Linked DNA regions of Mus musculus: all the other regions are linked to region 1. The links are chromatin contacts, called in public HiChIP or PLAC-seq maps. All regions are on one chromosome and are shown on one strand. The core of a region is the stretch at or near the end of the contact, and the rest is flanking DNA. Distances in the headings are between cores, read along the strand shown. Region 1 has its middle 400 kb from the start of Gm40548. Region 2 has its middle 71 kb from the start of Gm40892. Region 3 overlaps Gm40892.

Evidence for each region. HiChIP or PLAC-seq counts read pairs in DNA pulled down with a chosen protein or histone mark.
Region 2: a contact with region 1 is called in a RAD21 HiChIP or PLAC-seq map of pro-B cells, with 6 times the contacts expected there. The contact joins two enhancer-like sites.
Region 3: a contact with region 1 is called in a RAD21 HiChIP or PLAC-seq map of pro-B cells, with 17 times the contacts expected there. The contact joins two enhancer-like sites. A contact is called at or near these places in 1 of 15 datasets of contacts at CTCF or cohesin (pro-B cells) and 1 of 115 datasets of contacts at active chromatin or transcription factors (large pre-B cells).

Annotation. Positions count from the first base shown.
Region 1 is chr12:92,403,019-92,405,745 of GRCm38.p6, reverse strand. No RefSeq gene overlaps it. Among named protein-coding and RNA genes, the nearest start is that of Gm40548, 400 kb to the right of the region's middle. Within about 2 kb of position 1,440, at least 2 of the 459 cell types and tissues checked have an H3K27ac peak or open chromatin away from gene starts, as enhancers often do. A contact at or near this core is called in pro-B cells, where this site is marked.
Region 2 is chr12:92,822,259-92,825,167 of GRCm38.p6, reverse strand. No RefSeq gene overlaps it. Among named protein-coding and RNA genes, the nearest start is that of Gm40892, 71 kb to the left of the region's middle. Within about 2 kb of position 1,592, at least 30 of the 459 cell types and tissues checked have an H3K27ac peak or open chromatin away from gene starts, as enhancers often do. A contact at or near this core is called in pro-B cells, where this site is marked.
Region 3 is chr12:92,881,147-92,883,846 of GRCm38.p6, reverse strand. Gm40892 reads left to right here. Exons shown (of 4, transcript XM_030247051.1): 4 at 1-129. Among named protein-coding and RNA genes, the nearest start is that of Gm40892, 12 kb to the left of the region's middle. Within about 2 kb of position 1,401, at least 18 of the 459 cell types and tissues checked have an H3K27ac peak or open chromatin away from gene starts, as enhancers often do. A contact at or near this core is called in pro-B cells, where this site is marked.

The DNA of each region.
Region 1 (2,727 bases), core at 191-2,690:
CCTCAAAACTTCATTCAGTTCAGGGTTTCCTGGCTTGTGGGAGCTGTCCTGAGTGCTGAATTGTACACTAAACAAACAATGTGCTATTTTTAAAAAGATACAGAAATTGAGGGGAGTCTTCCCCCTTTGTTTTTCCCCATCTATTTCTGTAATGCCAAATGTTATTAGTGATATCCTATAAAATCTACTTAGCTTATTGACAAAGCTTTATTTTTTTCATATGTGAAGTTTAAAAATGATGGGTAGTTTGCTATGACTTTGAGGTACAACGGGAATGATTAAAAAAAAGTATTTATCCTAACATTAGGCCAAAATACTCATAAAACAGTTTTATCGCTCCTCTTTATAGCTGTTTTATTCTATGAGACTGGATTCTTGATTTTAACGAATAGTCTACTTAGAAATATAATAAAATTGGGGAAAAAGCATTAACTTATACAAGATAAATATCTCAGTTAATACACTTAAAAACCTCAAATAAAGAACACATTGGTAGGAAATAAGAGAATGAATTCTTGAACTTTTGAGTGTATTTCCAGTGAGGCTTCCTCTTTTATCTTTCCTGTCACAGAGTTCTTGCTTCTAATCATTGTTTGATCTGTCTCTTTGGAGAAGAAAGAGAATAACAGACAATATCATCACTTATGTCTCAAGTCTGCATTGAATCTCCAGCTCTCAAAACATAAAGGCCAAGTTCATAAATCAAGTGGGAAAGAAAACATATTAGAGTGTGGGCATGATTTTTTGACTGTGTTGAATCAGTGGCAAGATATAGTGACTCTGTCATAGGCAGTTATAAAAGTGGAAGGCTTTAAAGTAGGAACAGTTCACTGTTCAACAGACCCAGAAGCCTTCAAAGCAAATAAAACAACTAATCAATTTAGCTTAATTGTTCCCTGAAACAGGCATGAAGTATATTATATACTTTCTAAAACAGAATAATAGGGAATTAATTTAGAAACGTAAGCCTCACCTTATAAACTGGTAGATTTAAACATTTTAAGACAAAAATGATTTCAAATGATTTTTGTAATGATTATTTTTGACTAGTTGGTTAGATTGTTACCTATGTAGAAGATCAATAAAGTATATATTTTGTTTAGAAAGATGAAAATATAAGAGAACTATTTTTCTAAAAACCACATAAATGGAAATTTTAAATTATAGTTGAGTTAATCAGCATCAGTGCCTACAATAGATTATCATAGATGTTGGAATAAACCGAAAAAACAAAAAAAAAGTCCTGGAGATTGGAAAATTGAGATTGAGGTATCAATATTGTGGCTTTTCCTATTGGTAACATTTTCATTTTTGACTAAAAAAACAATAATAACAAAAGGAACTTAAGTGATGAAAGCAGCTACCTTAGCTCTCAGTTCAGGGCTCCATGAGTCGTGGCACTCACCCCATCTACTGTCAGGAAACAGACATAAATACCATGGTTGAATTCATTCTCAGTACAGCTCTTCCTTCCCCAAATAACTTATTTAGAAAAACCCTCACAGTACTGAGTGGGACTAGTGCCACTTGCAAACCAACTTCTTCCTGTCTTATCACAGAAAGAAAGAAAGAAAGAAAGAAAGAAAGAAAGAAAGAAAGAAAGAAAGAAAGAAAGAAAGAAAGAAAGAAAGATGAAAGAGAACATTATTGTTTCTTCTATATAGACCTGAAAGCTATGCCAGAAATGGCAGCACATATTTATAATTCAAGCACTGGATCAAAAGAGAATGGACTATACTTGTGGTTTGCTAGATAGCTAATACAGTACAATTAATGAGCTCTAGGTTCAGTGTAAAAAAAAAAAGTGGAGAAAATTTGAGCCAGACAGGACATCCCTCCACACATATACATATGCATACACCAAAAGACACAACACACACACACACACAGAGAGAGAGAGAGAGAGAGAGAGAGAGAGAGAGAGAGAGAGAGAGAGAGAGAGAGAGAGAGAGAGAGAGAGATTTTCTTAAGGTAACTTCAATAGAAAATTATAAACCTGAAACTCATTCAGAGCTTTATCTGAATTGTGGGGACAAAAGGAGAAAATAATAAAAAGAACAATATAAAAATGAGATAGAACAGAACAATTTATAAAAGAAAGCAAGCATAAATTCTTAATTTATGTTTTCTAAAAATACATTGTTAAAGGAATTATAACAAAAGTAAAAGGAAGGGAGAAAACAGTTTAAACTAGCATTTAATAATGACATATTGTGTACACACACACAGGCACACACGCACATACACATGTTCATATACTTGATAAGAGAATGACTTTTTAAATTATTTTATTTTTTACATTCCAGCCATTACCCACTCCTGGTCCCTCCTCCCACAGTTACTCATTCTATTCCTCCTCCCCCTTGCCTCTGAGAGGGTGGCCTTTCAGGCCTCCCCTTTCCCTAATCCCTCAAGTCTCTTGAGGCTTAAACACCTCTTCTCCCACTGAGGTCAGACCAAGAGTACTCTCCTATACATGTGTCAGGATCCTCAGACCAGTCCTGTATGTTGTCTGATTGGTGGCTCTGTCTCTGGGAGCTCCCTGGAGTCTTGCTTAGTTGAGACTGCTGGTCTTCCTATGAAGGCACCCTCCCCTTCAGCTTCTTCAATCCTTCCCCTAATTCAACCACAGGTGTCTCTGACTTCAGTCCAATGCTTGGATGTAAGTGTCTCCGTCAGTCTCAGCCGGCTGCTGCTAGGGACCCTCAGAGGACTGACATGCTAGGC
Region 2 (2,909 bases), core at 343-2,842, 420 kb before region 1:
TACTATTACCATACTTTGGTACTTCAAAGCATTAGGTTGCCTTAACCTGATTTCACCCCTACTTCAAACACCTTCACATTTTATCAGAATGTTGGAAAATATGACCCTTCTATAAGACATTAAACATTGATTACATAAATACAAGGTCTACAGAAAACAGAAAGTAATGGTTTTAAGGAGAGAGAAATTTCTTATTTACCTTCACTTCAAACTGGGGTAGGGGATACATTTATTATCCAGAATTACACTTTGTTGGCATTGTTTAAAAATAATTGTTTTTATAAACCTTTATGTATGATCCTAGCATAGTTAATTCTATGTCATCCAAATACTTGGTTAACGTAATGAAGTAAGGTAAAAGCAGAGATGAATGGTGAATCAAAGGAACCATATTCTCTGCCCACTGCCTAGTGAGTATCAGAGATGTCCTATGAGGAGTTTAGCCTTTGAAGGGGATTCTGTTTATTTTTTATTAGCCATCAACCTTATAGGAGTTTTGATACTTTCTCCTTTGATGTTCAGATGCCTCTCACAACAGGACTCTTTCTTCTGTTTTCTTTTGCTATATTTTCTTTAACTTGCCTCTACTTTAAATGAGCATTTGTCTGACAAGATGCCTTAAGTAATTAATCAACAGGCAGGTGATTAATTAAAGAAATCTGCGAGGGACTGGGGGTTGGGAGAAAAGAATCCTTAAAGGATTAGATATGAGAGGAAACTGATTCTTGGAGATTTCAGTTTTCTCTTCTGCAGAGTGAAACCAGTATATTTTCTGAATAAGGGGAAGTTACAGGAATAATTATAATAATAATAATAATAGTAAATCCTCAGGAGTAGCAGTCTAGTAAAAGAACAATAGCAAATGTCACCATCTTCCCTGACAATATTCTGGATAGGAAACTTCATCTCCTAATGAAAAAAAAAAAAGCATTCTGATGGATTAATGTTTAAGAGAAATATTCTGATCATTGCAAAATCAGTGAAGATGAAAAATGTGAGCAGGTAATTGAATAGGAACCATTTATATGGCAGTGACGCTGTGCTGGCAAAAAAATTATTATTAAAGTAACCTTTTATTTAATATATCATCACCTATAAGATGTGCTTTGTAAAATTTCAACTTGGAAGGACTTCCTTTTTAATCACGTAAAGTTTTGGCAACTCATTTTATTAAAGATTTTGCAACTGAAACTGAAAGTAGTGGAGGGTCCATAAATTTAAATGAACTTCAGAGACCACATAGGCAAGCATTTTATACCAAAGGAGATTTTCAAATAACCAGAGGGATGGTCCATACATACATAACCTTCCTTAGAGCTGGAATTTACCTTAACAATTTTTATAATTTGTATTTTTATGCAGTTCCCATGCACATAAAACAGTGCTGAAAAGAGACTCAAGAGCATTTTGCATGAAATTATATATAGGACATGGTCATGAACTAGGACTCTATTTTTTAATCTCTATTTGTGTCGGAAAGAAGTGCTGTTAGCTCATCCCCACAGTCACTGGGGAGCAAAGAAAGGGTCTGTGGTTAGAAACCTCTGAACCCTCTTACTCTGCCTCAGTATCCTGACCCCTCTTCCGCTGAGGCGTCAGCTGAATGCTGAAAGAAGCAAGGACGGTTGTTTGCATGATTTATGTTCCATCTTTCCTGTGTGTGTGTGTGTGTGTGTCTGTGTGTGTGCGCGTGTGTGTGTGTGTGCATGTGTGTGTCCACTGATAAGATTGTGAGAAATCGTATAGTCTGAAAATGCTTCAGTCACAATGTTCCTCCAACCTGTTAACATCATCCCTTCTCATTTAACTTCCAGTCATTCTGACGTCAGGTAAGAGTGAACCTCTATCTGTGCCGACACTGTGTTCAATAGCATCTCCCCATGCATGATAATTTCCATCACCTTCGAACAAAGTAGTCTTCAGACATACAGCAGTTCATAGAGAGACTCTGAATATGTGGTTTTTGTCATCATTGAATCTATTTCCATAGTTAGTTCCTCATACTGCCCTACAGGGCAGGAAATTGAACCCAGGCACTTGGGAGCAATAGTCAAGTCTTTTATAGCTGAGCTGTACCTAACATAGCCTCCACCCCTTGATTTTTATGTTGTTTTTATGTCCTTGATTTTTATGTTGTTGTTTGATAAAGGATATTATTAAGTAGTCCTGGATAATCTGGATTTCCCTGTGGACTAGACTAGCCTTTACTATCAGCATTTTCTGTTTCAGCTTCTCAAATATTTAGATTATAAACCTGAACCACAAGATATGGCTAGTTTCCCCTTAAGAAAACCAGAGCAATAGTTAACATTCTTAAGATAATCTAGTAATTTTCTCTCTTGGTTTGTAATTCTTGTGTAACTCAAACTCATCTTAATGCATAGAAACATTCATGTTAATAATTGTTTTAAGATATTAAGTTAGATGTATCTCTAACCACTGAGAGCTCCATTGTCTCTTTGGTGGGTGTCTCTATGTCCCTGGAAACTGTCTACGTCTGTCAATATCTACCTAATGCTGAAACACTGCCTCTCACTGAACCTGAAGGAAAGTGGCTGCTGAGTATCTGCCAAGGAAGTGCCTAGAACGTTCCATCTGGAACTTCCTTTTTCTCCTCTCAGCAATAGGCTTACAGATACATTCTCATCTTTATAAGTGAATGGTGGAAAGCTAAATTTGGGTCCTCAAGGGTTTGGACTAAGAGTTTAACCCACCGAACCATCTCCTTGGTCCCTAAAGCATCCATTATTGGTGAAATTATTCAAATATTCAAAATCCTACTTAGAGTCTGCCCTAAATCTAATAAATAAATAAATAAATAAATAAATAAATAAATAAATAAATAAAATGCATAAGATGTAGTTTATATTTCCACAGTCTTATCAAATAACCTTTTGTTTTTTTTGGGT
Region 3 (2,700 bases), core at 152-2,651, 480 kb before region 1:
GGTTGAACTCCCGAGAGTGTCCTACACTTAGGAGAGAAGCAGCCAAGGGGTTGTTTCCCACCAAGGACGACCCGTCTGCGTGCACGCGGATGAGCCCATCAGACAAAGACATACTCATTCTCTGCTGCAAACTTGGCATAGCTCTGCTTTGCCTGGGGCTATTGGGGGAAGTTGCGGTTCGTGCTCGCAGGGCTCTCACCCTTGACTCTTTTAATAGCTCTTCTGTGCAAGATTACAATCTAAACAATTCGGAGAACTCGACCTTCCTCCTGGGGCAAGGACCACAGCCAACTTCCTCTTACAAGCCACACCGATTTTATCCTTCAGAAATAGAAATAAGAATGCTTGCTAAAAATTATATTTTTACCAATAAGACCAATCCAATAGGTCGATTATTAATCACTATGTTAAGAAATGAATCGTTACCTTTTAGTACTATTTTTACTCAAATTCAAAGGTTAGAAATGGGAATAGAAAATAGAAAGAGACGCTCAACCGCAGTCAAAGAACAGGTGCAAGGACTATCGGCCACAGGCCTAGAAGTAAAAAAAGGAAAAAGGAGTGTGTTTGTCAAAATAGGAGACAGGTGGTGGCAACCAGGGACTTATAGGGGACCTTACATCTACAGACCAACAGATGCCCCGTTACCATATACAGGAAGATATGACTTAAATTTTAATAGGTGGGTCACAGTCAATGGCTATAAAGTGTTATACAGATCCCTCCCCTTTCGTGAAAGACTCGCCAGAGCTAGACCTCCTTGGTGTGTGTTAACTCAGGAAGAAAAAGACGACATGAAACAACAGGTACATGATTATATTTATCTAGGAACAGGAATGAACGTTTGGGGGAAGATTTTTCATTATACCAAGGAGGGGGCAGTGGCTAGACTATTAGAACATATTTCTGCAGATACTTTTGGCATGAGTTATAATGGATAATCTTTATGGGCCCAACCTTGCGGTTCCCAAGGTTTAAGTAAGTTCATGGTCACAAACTGTTCTTAAAACAAGGATGTGAGACAAGTGGTTTCCTGACTTGGTTTGGTATCAAATGTTTTGATCTAAGCTCTGAGTGTTCTAACCTTCTATGTTCTGTTGACATCTATCCAAGTCTTATGTAAATGCTTATGTAAACCATGATATAAAAGAGTGCTGATTTTTTGAGTAAACTTGCAACAGTCCTAACATTCACCTCTCGTGTGTTTGTGTCTGTTCGCCATCCCGTCTCCGCTCGTCACTTATCCTTCACTTTTCAGAGGGTCCCCCCGCAGACCCCGGTGACCCTCAGGTCGGCCGACTGCGGCAATTATTGGATCTTATTGTTCTCTCTATGGGGTTGCAATTCCCTTCAGCTCCTTCAGTCCTTCCCCTAACTCTTCCTCTGAGATCCCCATGCTCAGTCCCATGGTTGGCTGAGTGCATCTGCACATGTATTGGTCAGTATCTAGCAGAGCCTCTTGGGGGACTCTTATACCAGGCTCCTGTCAGCAAGTGCTTCTTGGCATCAGCAATAGTGTTTGGGGTTAGTACCTGACGATGGGATGGATCCCTAGGTGGGGCAGTCTCTGGATCGGCCTTCTTTTTTCTTATTGTATACCATGAAGATAAAATATATTATTTTTTATTAGATGTTTTCTTTAGTTACATTTCAAATGCTATCCCTAAAGTTCCCTATACCTTTCCCCCACCCTGTTCCCCTACCCACCCTCTCCCACTTCTTGGTCCTGGCATTCCCCTGTACTGGGGTGTATGAAGTTTGCAAGACCTAGGGTCTCTCTTTCCAATGATGGCCAACTAGGCCATCTTCTGCTACATATGCAGCTAGAGACACGAGCTCTGGGGGTACTGGTTAGTTCATATTGTTGATCCACCTACAGGGTTGCAGACCTCTTCAGCTCCTTGGGTACTTTCTCTAGCTCCTCCACTGGGGGCCCTGTGTTCCATCCTATAGATGACTGTGAGCATCCACTTCTGTATTTACTAGGCACTGGCATAGCCTCACATGAGACAGCTATATCAGGGTCCTTTCAGCCAAATCTTGCTGGCATATGTAATAGTGTCTAGGTTTGGTGGCTGATTATGCGATGGATCCCTAGGTGGCGTAGTGTCGGGATGATCCATCCTTTCGTCTTATCTCCAAATTTTGTCTCTGTAACTAAAGAAATCAGTAGATATACACTCACTGATAAGTGGATAATAGCCCAGAAACTTAGAATACCCAAGATACAATTTGCAAAACACAAGAAAATCAAGAAAAAGGAAGACCAATGTGTGGACACTTTATTCTTCCTTAAAATATATTATTTTTGCTTGAGATTTATGCATAAATATAGATAAGACACCCAAAATGATTCTTATAGTAGGTGCTTATTAAATGCTTTTGATGTTGACAAACCTTACCATGAACATTTATAAATATATGTCTATGTGATATATTTTGTAATTTTTCCTGAAAGTATATATCATATATTTTCACATGTACATCAAGGACCTACCCAACTACAGCCCTCATGAGCCTTCAATTTATGCTTAACTAATTACATTCTTGTTGCTCATGTTACAGCCTTGCTGTATACAGTCATTGCTATTTCTTGTTATCTTTCGATATAAAGTAGAATAGTCTTTACTCAATACAATATGGCATATTTGTGCAGTTTTTTTTCATACTGAAGAAATCACTCAACTAATTACCTTTTTA